Linked DNA regions of Mus musculus: region 1 is linked to region 2. A link is a contact called in public Hi-C data. All regions are on one chromosome and are shown on one strand. The core of a region is the stretch at or near the end of the contact, and the rest is flanking DNA. Distances in the headings are between cores, read along the strand shown.

What was found. Hi-C and Micro-C count contacts between places; a contact is called where the count stands out from the background.
Region 1: a contact with region 2 is called in a Hi-C map of cortical neurons, with 4 times the contacts expected there. The contact joins two enhancer-like sites. A contact is called at or near these places in 4 of 484 Hi-C or Micro-C datasets (cerebral cortex, cortical neurons, nephron progenitors and 1 more) and 1 of 115 datasets of contacts at active chromatin or transcription factors (astrocytes).

What each region holds. Positions count from the first base shown.
Region 1 is chr9:34,751,367-34,757,519 of GRCm38.p6, reverse strand. The region is part of intron 1 of Kirrel3 (kirre like nephrin family adhesion molecule 3); the gene reads right to left. Among named protein-coding and RNA genes, the nearest start is that of Gm33561, 100 kb to the left of the region's middle. Within about 2 kb of position 4,524, at least 22 of the 459 cell types and tissues checked have an H3K27ac peak or open chromatin away from gene starts, as enhancers often do. A contact at or near this core is called in cortical neurons, where this site is marked.
Region 2 is chr9:34,407,556-34,413,637 of GRCm38.p6, reverse strand. No RefSeq gene overlaps it. Among named protein-coding and RNA genes, the nearest start is that of Kirrel3, 78 kb to the left of the region's middle. Within about 2 kb of position 1,252, at least 19 of the 459 cell types and tissues checked have an H3K27ac peak or open chromatin away from gene starts, as enhancers often do. A contact at or near this core is called in cortical neurons, where this site is marked.

The DNA of each region.
Region 1 (6,153 bases), core at 3,275-5,774, 340 kb before region 2:
TATCACAGTCCTCTCTGCCTGGGTACCAATATGATAGGAGACAGCTAGCGTCTTCTCACATCATGCACTCCTCCTGCAACCTGGCCACCTCTCCAGCTCTGGGGCTGCAGTCCAGCTGTTTTCTGCTGGCTAAAGATAAGAAAGGAGAGGAGAAGTTGTAGGCTTATGGTCACTACCCCATTCTGGTGGCAACCTTGCCAGTGGTGGTGGGAGAGTATGGTGCTCTGTTCCCCTGGTGTTGCTGAGCTAGTGCCTAGTGCTTCTGGTTAGCCAGTGTGTCAGCTTATGGGAAGGTGTAGAAGGAGGAATATGGGACAGTGGCTGAGGTAGGTGACTGCTGAGAAGCTGACAAGACGCAGAAGCAGTAGTTGGAGATAGTATAGGCTGGCTAAGATTCCTCCTCTTTTCATCTGGCTCCTCCTACAAAATCTAACATCTGAGGCCCTGAAATCCTCCTCCACCTAGTTGTCAGAGAGAAGTCAAACTAGGTGTTCCAGGAGTTTGTGTAGTTGTTTACTGAATGACTCCTATTTTCTAAGAGATGGGTGCTGGGTGTTAGATTTTCCCAGCTACCTCCTGGGTACTAGCTTCTTGGTCAGAGTTTGGTAGGAGTATCAAGTAAGCAAATAGGCAGCTGTAATGCAGTGAAAAAGAGAAAATCTTGAAAGCCCTGGGGCCCATAGGAATTCATGGTTCTGATTCTCAGGTGAGGCTGGAGGAGTTGGGGTACAATGATAAATGGTCTTGGGTGCTGCCACTGGAAAGCCAAAGGCCTGAGGTGATGCTGGGAGGTCCTGAAAAGGAAATGGTTGCAGACAATTAACATCCAAACAAACTGATTGGCTACAGATCCAGGAAGTAGAAGCTAATTGGTGGGGAACACTGCAACACTCTTCCTTCTTCCTGGACATTTAGGCAGAAAGTATTGCATGCACAGAGGCTTGGAGGCCTGCGCATACATTTTATATTTGAAGGTAAAGGGCAATGGGAGGAGAGACTTGGTTGGAGCTAAGGGTCTTAGCTTAGGTGTGGAAGAAAAAGCCGTGGGTGGGTGGTCAGGACTGTCAGGGCTTCCGATGCCATTCTTAAAAGTCAGGCATTCTCATGGAAGCAAAGGTGAGCCACTGGGTCCTTCCAAGAACAGGAAGCAAGGTATCCAGGAAGATCAGTAAGGACGATGCTGCAGAGGCCCTGGGGAGAGACAAAGAGTCTGGACCACGCTGTGCTGTTTGTAGCAGTTAGGATGGGAAAGCGTCCAGATACGCTAGGCAGCAGACGGAATGGGCCTCAGTGACTGAGGGAAGCGTGCATGCTGGAGAGGGAGAGAGGCATTAAATAACTAATTACATAATTAATTATGCAATTAGCACTGTGAGAGGTGGTCTCAAGAAGGCTGAAGGGCTGAAGACATGTGTGTGTGTGTGTGTGTGTGTGTGTGTATGTGTGTGTGTGTGTGTGGATAGATGTGTATGTAACCTGGCTAGGTAGTGGGTGACGTTCCCTTGAGGTGCTGACATTTGGCTGAGTGCTTAAAATGGGCTTGTAGGAAATATCCAGGTGAGGTGAAAACAAATACAGGTAGAGGACAACTGAGAAGATGGACACAGGAGGAACAACAGAGTACTTTGGGGGTCTAATAAGTCAATCTGGCTAGAGTAGGTTTGGGGCAACTGTAGTCTGTGGCCCCAATGTCTCTTTGTCAGGTTTACTCAGTGGAATTTTATCAACACACAGACACACCCATCTTTGCACCTTTTTTGGGGGGGTGTATGGGGATTTCTGTGTTTTGGGGGTCAGATCTATCAGGAGGAAAAGCAACACAAATGCCTTTCTTGCGTTATACATCTCTCTACTTCATCCCATGACCATGACAGAATAGAAGAGGTACACTAGAGGCTTTCCAGTTGCTTAGTATAGAGTCTTTATTCCCTGACTTTATAGGAGGAGCTGGCTGACCCTGGGTCTTAAAGCAGTGTGTCAGGACCACATCACTGGGCTAGACCCTCATGGCTTGTGGCATTGACCACTCTTAGAAAGCACCTACTAGTTAGTACCTGTGGCCAGGCCCGGTTGTGCTCTGAGTGTGATGTGGTGCAGGGGCGTCTATTTGGCTGTGGAATCATGCTTAGTTCATGAGCAGGCCAAGTGAAGAGCACCTCAGGGCAAAAGGGTTTGTGTCTGTAGGTTCCCACTGGGGCTGAGAGCCAGCTGCACTCAGGCGCCTCGCTCAACTCAGTTATCAGCTTCATTCCTCCATTTCCTGATCCCCTTCTCCCTCCTCTACATGGTTTTCCAGATTTCTACTGAAAAAAAAAAAAGACTTACATTTGAATGCCTATCTCAGAACCTGCTCTGAGCAGAGCCCAAATAAAACTTGGGGTATCCCCAAGCTGCCCACGACAGGACCTGGATACCAAGTCCTACCATGAGAGGGTGTCTTCCTCTGGATGATTAACCAAGTTTTGTCTATAGGGTTCTTTCTACCCCTCCCTGGCTCCAAGCCACAGGCTGAAGACTTGAGTTTAATCCCCCATTTAGATTCAAACACATACACCAGCCTAGCGTCTGTGGAGCTGAGTGCTCCGGGACTCTCCATTCTGCACAATCACACCCTCCACAAGCCGATTACCCCTTCACCCCAGGAACAATGCCCAGACAACCAAGCTACTTTCTGTTTTGTCATCAGATAATTCCGTTGCTTTCCTCCTCACAGGGAACTGAGCCGAGAAAGAAAGCAATTGAGAAGGCCAGCCTTGGCCTGCCCATCCCATCCCCATCTGTTTTGTAGGGGAAAGAGAGGCAACTATTCAGCATTTCTTAGTCTCCCTCCCAAAGAGCTCTGTGCACCACTGGGGCCAGGCTGGGTCTGTTGGCAGCTTTTGCTTGCACCCACTAGCCTCTGAAGGGGGGTCTTCAAATTAAAATGCATGTCTTAAGTATATACTTGTCTTTCCTGGGGATTGTTGACAGTCAAAGACCACACGGTCTCATCAGTGTGATCTCCGAGAGAGCCATGATCAGGGTAAATGGCTCCAAATGGAGATGAAAAAGCTTTTACAGTGACAGGGAAGAGCTACTGCAGGCTACTTGAGAAAATGCAGTTTGGGAATAGGGGGAAACACAGGCTGTGGTGCAAATCAAAGACAAGACAGAAGCTGCTGTAGCAGAGAAGTGATACAGAAAAGAAGGGAGATGAGAGAAGAGAGAAGAAAAGGGAAGAGTCAAGGCAAGGGATGCAAAGATGAGATGCTGCAAATAGAGAACTCAGAAGGACCAGAGAGGGGGCAGGGTGTTGAAGTACCAGCACTGACGAAGATGAGCGAAGGGACCCATGCTCTAGTGTGACTCATGCAGACAGGCTTCCAGTTCCTGTCTGAAGAACAGGCAACGAGGTACAGTGTTCACTACTCATGGGAAAATGGCTCCTTTAGGCTTAGCACAACATGCAAATTACCTTCTTAGCATCTGAATGTGTCCAATGATAGGCTCTAAGAACTTTCACAAAAGGTTGGGAATAAGAAGGATGGAGAAAAGAAGTGAATAGAAGCCGGGTTGTGGTGGTGTATACCTTTAATCCCAGCACTTGGGAGGCAGAGGCAGGTGGATTTCTGAGTTCGAGGCCAGCCTGGTCTACAAAGTGAGTTCTGGGACAGCCAAGGCTATACAGAGAAATCCTGTTTCGAAAAAACAAAAACAAAAACAAAAACAAAAACAAAAACAAAACAAAACAAAAAAAGAAGTGAATAGAAAGAGAATAGGTCTCTCTCTCTCTCTCTCTCTCTCTCTCTCTCTCTCTCTGTGTGTGCATGTACATGGTGCAAGTGCTTGCATGTGCTTGTACATGTGCATGTGTATATGTGCATTCATGTGTGTGTGTATGTATGTATGTATGTATGTATGTATGTATGTGTGTGTGTGAGAGAGAGAGAGAGAGAGAGCGAGCACTTGTGTTTAAGGTGATTGTGAAGGATAAAGGACAGAGTTGGAAAAGGGCAAGGAAGGCTGGAGAGGAAGCAGGAAGATCTGTACAAGAGAAGAGAGGATAGAGTAAGGGTTAGAGAGAGGAAGGGAGAAAAAGTAGAAGGCAGGATGCAGAGAAGAAAGAATTTGAAACTTTAAAATAAAAACAGCAGCATGGAGGGCCTGCCAGAAGCTAGGTGTTATTTTGTTGTCATATTTAATCTTCACACCAGCTCCTTATTGGCACCATTAAATGAATCCACTGAAATGGATTGCTTGGTAGCATTTTTTTTTTTTTTTTTTTTTTTTTTTGCTACAATCCAAATGCAATAACTTAAAATAGGGGGTCCGAGAGCTTCACTAACTGCCTGAAATTCCAACACCCAGCAAAATGGGATGGTGAGATTTAAACTCGGTATTAATGAAGGTTTCAGATGACCCAACAGAGCACCCCTCAAAGGAATCAAGGCGGTTATTTGCTTTCTGGACTTTAGATCCCCATCTAAGCCATGCATGCCTGTTGAACACACTTTGGAAAGATTGTAGCCTGTGAGAACTTGGGCCTCCGACCACCAGGGGGAGCTATGTCCCCAGCAGAAGCAGGAATCCAGTTTGTATAAGCGCTAGACCCTTGAAACAAAGAGTTATTTGCTATCTTGAATTTAAGATTGTAGGGCATCTGAGGGTGCTCAAGGCAGACTACAGTAGAGTGAGCTGATTCCTGTTAGCTGCCTTTCATTTTGTTCTGCACCTCATGTAAATAGGATCCACTTTATTCAAAGCAGATCTGCTTCTTTTTCCAGCTCATGGCTGTGGACTTTTCCCTACTATAGTTATTTGTCTGTCACCCTTGACAACCAAAGCATGTCTGCTCACTAACACCAATGGGCCTGGGGCCAGCAAAGTGCCCTGTGCATCACAGATGGTCAGAATATTTTTTGACAAGTGAATGAGCAAACGGGAAGCCAAGGCATGCTTGAATGGGGAGGAATCTTGAGGATGCATTTGGGCTCACCTAGCCCGGATCACCTCAGAACAACTACTGTCACAAAGCACTCCACAGACAAGATTTCCTTTGCTCCTTCTATCCCCCCTTTGGCTTTATTCAAGGATGCCTGCCCTTCTTGGTCTTTAGTTGTTAAACCCACTGGTACTTTTATTGGAGCTGATTGTCAGAAATTAGGAGGAATTTGAATTATTCTCTTATAGAACAATGAAGGCAGCCTCCCAAGGCTGGTGTGTAGACATGTGATTGGTGTTTATAAGCGGAACACTGTGGGTGGTTCCCATCCTCAGGGTGTATGTGCCAGCAGTGATAGAAAGTACACATCACCCTATGTCTACTGAATCAGCATCTCTGGGAGTTCTGGTTGTGAACCGGGCTTTGCCAGTTCTCCTTGGGCTTGGGAACAACTGTTTGCACATACCTTCCCTCTGTCCTGCTCGGGAATCTCAAACCAACTTTTCTTTTGCTGTTCTGAGGTGGGGTTTGATATAGCCCAGGTGGACTTCATGCCACCTGAGCCTGAAAATGACCTTAAAGTCCTTATCCCCCACTTCTGCCTCTGGAGAGAATGGGATGACATTGCAGACCTGCCTGTCTTCACCATCTCATTTTAAGGGATATTGGGGAATCAACCCAGGGTCTCAAGTACTCTTTGTTGGGGCTCAGCTGACTGAAGTACAGTCACAGCACCCCAATCCAGCATTCTCTTGGATGCTAAACTACCCCAGTCTAAGCAGATTCTGTCTTTCTTGGTGAATTCAGGGTCATTGCTGAAGGAAGAAGTCAGTTTTCACCAATGCTGTTTCTCCTTTTGAGTCACAACATAAAATACTTTATTGCGATTACAAATAACAAAGTTATTTCTGCTGGGCCTCAGCATCTGAACTTAATAGCATGCTGTAATGCCACCCTGTGCTGATGTGTGGCATATCTAATATCCATCTTTCTTAGAAATAACAGTGTTCAGAAATTAAAAGGGACTTTAGCAGAGAAATAATTAATGTGGATAACCGTCATAAACACCACAAGTGGAACAAATACAGATGGTAGCGAGCCATGATTGCTAATATACTAACCTGTTTTGACAGAACTTTAATTTTTTTCCTCAGGAGCTTCGTGGATGGAAGTTAAAATATCCCTCTCCTTATGACAAGAGCCCTGTCTTTCTGGGTCAGGAGTTCAGAGAT
Region 2 (6,082 bases), core at 3-2,502:
AATTTACTAGCAGGATGTAGTATGCAACAGTTTAGTTTGTCTATACACACTTGTATACTTGCTTGCGGGGGACACAGGTTTTGAGGCCCTTTGTTCAGACTCTTAGCCTTGAAGTGACATGATGTCAGTGGACTCTTCAGGCCAGACAACAGCAAACCTAAGGGGGAGTGGTGTATATTTGCTAGCCTCAAGTCTACACAGATCAGAGTTTGTAAATGTTGCAATGAACTCACCCAAACTTGTCTCTCAGGCCTGTTTTCTCACCACCATGATTCCAATTCTTAGGTAGGTTGCTTTTTGCAATGGAGGGCAGAAGTGGTGTTCAGCATCCCTCGGTTTGTATCCCACTTGCTCAGATATTCAGAGGAAAGAGAGCTCCCTTTCTTAGAAATACTGACACAAATTCAAAGCCGAGCCTTTGTCACGACTCTGATTGGCTACTCCTTTGTTGAAAGGTCATGAGCCCCTACTTAAACCAGGGAGAGAGAACAGGTGTAGACTCGCACAAAGAAGAGAAGGCGGGTGGATGCTAAGCAGCCACAAACAGCAGATGCCTGAGCCAGGGTTGTTTAACTTTTCCTGGGAAAATACTCCACCACCAAATTATGTTCCTTAACGCTGATTTCATTTCTGATGCTAAACAGGCATTGTATAAAAAAGTGCATGCATTAATCATAAGATAAGTCATTCCCAAAGCTTGTGAAGATCTCAGGGCAGCTTGTCTATGGAATACGCACCTCAACTCACAACCCATGCAAAATGATCCTAAAGAAGTCACTGAGGCGTGTTGAAGAGTGGAGAATGCTAATTGCAGCAACATCTATCTAAAAAGAGCAACAAATTCTAAAATAACAAATGACTATCTCAAGTGGAGTATGGGTTAGATACCTTATAGTACAGTCATTAAAAATGATGTTCCTGCAATGTACTTGATATAGAAAAAAATGCTCAGGGAGTTATGATATAATGCTAAACAGAAATGCCAAGATGGAAAGCGTTTATATGTTGCAATCCCAAATTTGTGTGAATATGCATAGCTTTAGCAAAGGCTGGGAAGAAGCACTCAGAAATGTTAAAAGTTTTGGGAACGGTAAAATTACCAATGAATTTTCCCTTCCTTTATATTTTTCTGTTTCCCAAATATTTTCCCCCAACACATTTTGTAGTTTTTGTATGCATGCTTTTGCATCTGGGCAAGTAGAAACACACTGCATTGAATTCACGCTGATTGCAAAGTGGGACGGTCCATCTTCTCCAGGGCTGGGCTAGGAACAGACTCAGGATAAACTTCACGACTTCAAGGCTAGGCAAGAGGACAGACACCTTAGCTTCCAGTTAATTCCATGTGGGATATGAGGAGGAGGCTTCCTGGCTGCTAACTCAACTTGCAGAGCAGGTAGATGTGTGTGTGTGTGTGTGTGTGTGTGTGTGTGTGTGTGTGAGAGAGAGAGAGAGAGAGAGAGAGAGAAAGAGAGAGAATCACTCCTCCTTGGAGGACTGCAATAAAGGAGCATATGTATCAACTAAAAAAAATTCCTTGGCAACAAAAGCTTTTTAATTGAACACAGTCTCTTCAGCCAACTTATGTAAATTCTATCCCAATTTTGGGCATCTATTTTGAGCACAGAGAAAAGCGGTATGAATCTTGCCCTAAAATTGTGCTCAACAGAAGGGGTGACGCCATATGGATGCCATGCTATGGGAGCCTGTCACCTGCTAACCGCTATGAGAAATTACAGGTTCTAATCGCTTTCCTGCTGGCTAAGGAGTCCTAGTGGGTGGGAACACTTAGGGCATCAATGTAAGATGTGACAGGCAGATATTCTCCTGGGGCCTCATGGCCACAGGTGTGACAGAAGTCACAGAGTGAGAGGAGAAGGGAGCAGTGAGCTGTGAGTGGGAAGAGTGCTGGCTTTTTTCACCAAAAGAGAGGGAGCAGAGTTTCCTCTTAGGCTACTGTGACCTGCACTTCAGGTTTAGCAAGTCTCCCAGCTAGAAGGCAGTGGGGCCCTTTGGTGAGTGGAATGACCTAGGTAATTATCTCACTGAGAAGCTGAGAAGGAAGAGAGTGATCTACCCACTACACTGTATATGTCAGAGGGAACACAGGCTTTCCCAAGGCCTGCTGCTGGTACCCTCCTACTCGGGGAACACTGAGCACTATCCATCACTTCTTTTGAGTTTCAGAAGAAGGATGCGTTTTGTCATAGAGCCACTCCCTCCTGCCATGGGGTCTTTTAGTAAGGTAGCAAGTTAGCATCGGGAGGGAGTAGAGGTTGCTAGGTTTCACACTCTAGGTAGCTTCCTATACATCTCGAGACCTTTTTTTTTTTTTCTAGAAAGGGTTCTTGCCATAGATAAAATGGTCATTAAATACAATTCAGCAAAAGATGCGGACACATTTTTCTGTTTACTCTCTGCACACCCCAACCTCATTCACTCCAATTTTCAGGCCAAAGTCATAAGCCAACTCAATTTCTGGGGTTTGGCCTTTCCCTTTCCTTGATCCTAATTTAGAGCTTTGTTGGCTTGGGCACATAGACTGAGGATGTAATGAGTTGAGTTGTAGGATGCATGAAGATGGAGCTGCTGTCGCCTGTTTTATAGGCACTAGCTCAGAGAGGACAGAGACCATGTCCCTAGTAGGGTACATGGCAGAAAGCTGAGATGAGAGATCTGATTAAATCAATGTTTCCAGAGTTTCTGTGGGTCCTGTCTGAAGCTATTTGATAAAACAGAGCACAGGAGGCCAGTGTGACTAGTTGCAGACAGTTGTGTGTACAAAGCATTCAACAACAGGCCATGAAGCCAGGGTGCTGGATACACAGCAAGTAGAAGGTTAAGTCTCCCTGATCTAGCTGTACTTCTTTTGCCTGGCTAAAGAACATTTAGGTTTTATGAGGAAGATATGCTATCTAAATTACCTACCTGGCTTAGAACACATAATAGCTTTCTTCTCTGCTTTTCTTCTCTCTTCCCTTGCTTCTAGCATCTCTTCACCCTACCCCTGGTCTCCATCTTTCTTTTCTCTTCTCTCTTTCTCCATCCCTTTCTCCTTTCTTTGTTTCCTTCCTTCAATTATCATATGTGTTCATCAAATACTTGCTGTTCTATAGGTGCCATGATAGTGACTTGGAACAAAAGAAAAACATGAGTGAAACATTCCTGACTTGATGGAATTCACAGCCTAAGAAAAGACACAAGCACGTCAACAGTCACGCTAGATCGAAATGCTTTTGTGGACATGGGGGGTAACTGTGATGATTCATAAGAGAGCTTCTACATCAGACTACCAAGGACTACAAATTGTCAGTGGGGTTCTGTGATGGTTTATGAGTGTGAGTGTGTGTGTGTATGTGTGTGTGTGTGTGTGTGTGTGTGTGTGTGCGCGCGCGTGTGTGCATGCCTGTGTGTTTAAAGAGGCAGGCAGAGACAGACATCCATACAGTCTAGGGAAAGTATTAATTCACTGAATGAAATCTTGGGACAGGTGTCACTTCCTAGACAAGCCATCCGTGACACTTCGTGTCTTCCATGCTGTTTAAATGAAAGCCTGAGAAACGGGTGTGGAGCACTTTGCACAGATGCTGCCTGCCCCACAGAAATGGTCAGAACAGTGCTCGGTGGTCATAATACCACGTTTTCTTTTTCATAGTTTTTAAAAGGAGTTTGGGTTGGGTTTTAATTTTGTGTGTCTTCCTATGGGTTTGTGCATGTCCATGAAAGGAACTCTCAGGCCAGAAGATAGCATCAGAATCCCCTGCACCTGGAGTTGTGAGCCCCCAGACACGGAGGCTGGGAAATGAAATCTGGTCCCCTATAAAAGTGGTAGACGCTCTGAATGGAGGATCTATCTCTGGGGCCTACAGCTGTCTTTAAAAAATCACCTCCACCTCCAACACTACCACCAGCATCACCAGCACCAGCAGCACCAGCAGCACCAGCAGCACCAGCAGCACCAGCAGCACCAGCAGCACCAGCAGCACCAGCAACACCATCAGCACCAGCACCACCAGATTGTTCCTGTATAGTCTAAACTGGCCTGCAGTTTCTTATCCCCCTTCTTCCATCTCTCCAATGTTAGGGTTACAGGTGCACACCAGCACACTTTTGCTAGTGTGTCTTTACACATAGTTCAATTCAATGAATGTTTCAGGTTAAAAAGACACTATAACGAACCATAAACAATCCATTCACTTTTGTTTGTCTGTTTTTGAGACAAGGCCTATGTAGCTTTGGCTAGCATGAACTCACTGTGTAGACAAGGCTGGCCTGGAACTCATAGAGATTGTCCTGCCTTTGCTTCCTTAGTGCTAGGATTAAAGATGCATACCACCACACTGCAGCAAGAAATACATTCTCAAGTATAGAACAGTATGTGTAAAAGTAGAGATATGAAAACCAGAAAAAGCAGTGGAGACTAGGAATGCATGAAAGGGTTTTGAGGGATGAATAGGAGTTTGTAATAGGACAAAGAACAAGAGGAAGGGCACAGCAGGTGAGGGAACTGATCATCCTGGAATAACCATGGAATTGCCTGAGAATAGATGAGAAGATGAAGTGGCAATTGTTGAGGATGAAAAGGTTGTCAGCAGTGGAATAACATTTTAAACAAATTACCCACAGTGAGGAGCCACCGGCTGCATATTTCTATTATCAAGCTCATCCAACTGTATTGTAAGCTATCTACATTTGTCTCCCTGCAGGATCACGAGCTTGTTGGATGAAGAGATACTTCCTATTATTCTTTTTACCCCCGGTGCCAGGCAAACACTATGTACTCAATATCTGCTGAATGACGAGTGATTAGGACCCATTCCCTGGAGGAGCCTGGACTTTGCCACGGCCATGCTGCACCCTCCACTCCGGAGTCTTTTCCTGGAGGATGCTGAATGAATGTTCATGAATCTGATGAAAGGCGGCCAGAGGAAGACAGAGGGAGACAGACTCTTATTTTCCACTTGGCAGCAAGGTCTTATGGGGTACCAATCTGGGGAGGGCGAGGGAGGTGATGGGATTATGCTCTCAGTGTACTTTCATCCCAGACAAGGATAACTTTGATGAAAGTCTGGTTTGGGGGTTGACTTGGACTGGAATGGCTATGTGAGCAAATGAGCCTGGCTAGAAACAGCTTCTCAGGGGACATAATAGGGCAGAAATAAAAAGGGAAAGTCTCTCAGTCTTAGGAGCCAGCTTTGACACCAAGAATCTCAGAGGCTGCAAGGAGGACCCATCACCTCCTTTTTCAGGCAGAAGTAGTCACCGAATTTCTGGCCTCGCACATTGGAAGGCGGGGATTTGAGAGATAGCTGTCTGTACCCGATCTAGGGCAATTTTCTATGCTATGGAGGAGAAAGTCCCCATACACTTGAGGATTCTGCCCCAAAAGATAAATGCTCCTCCAGGGTGAGAAGGAAGCAATTTTTCAGCCACTTGGGATGGTTGGTGACCTGGTAGTTCCGGGCATTTTGTAGGTGCCCCAAACATGTTCACACCCCACACATGTTCATGAGGTTGACAGGATGAAACTATCAGCAGAAGCATGTGCACAGCTTACTGGGTAACAGATACTGTTTGTTGATCTATATGCTTTCCACAGCAAGTTCTCGAGTTAGGTGCTCCATTTTATGGATGGTAAGAGTGATGGGGATGAAGCCCACTGAGTATCATTGGAGCCCGGGTTCTGATGAATTGGTCCCTGGGGCTTTCTCCTGGGTTCCTGGGTAGACTGTGGTGGAGATGGCATTGTTATGGTTGTTTTCTGATTCTTTCTGTGTGCTAAGCAGGGAGGGTTATTTACCAATCTGCTCAGGAGTTTATGGCAGTCATGCCCACAGCTGCAGCAGAGCCAAGCAAGTCTCAGTTTCCCAGTAGCATGATCCATGGTAAACATCGCTTCTTTCCTTGAAAGCAAAGCCTTCTCTGAGCTGAGCTCTGGGGCTGAGTGTGTGCTGGAGCCTCAGAGGAAGGCAGGTTACCCTAGACAGTTAATGCAAGCACAGCTGCTATCCCCACTGGAGAGTGGTCTCTTAGTAGCATCATTGGCTGGCAGCTAAAGTCTGTTTCTTGCAGCGGCACTGGT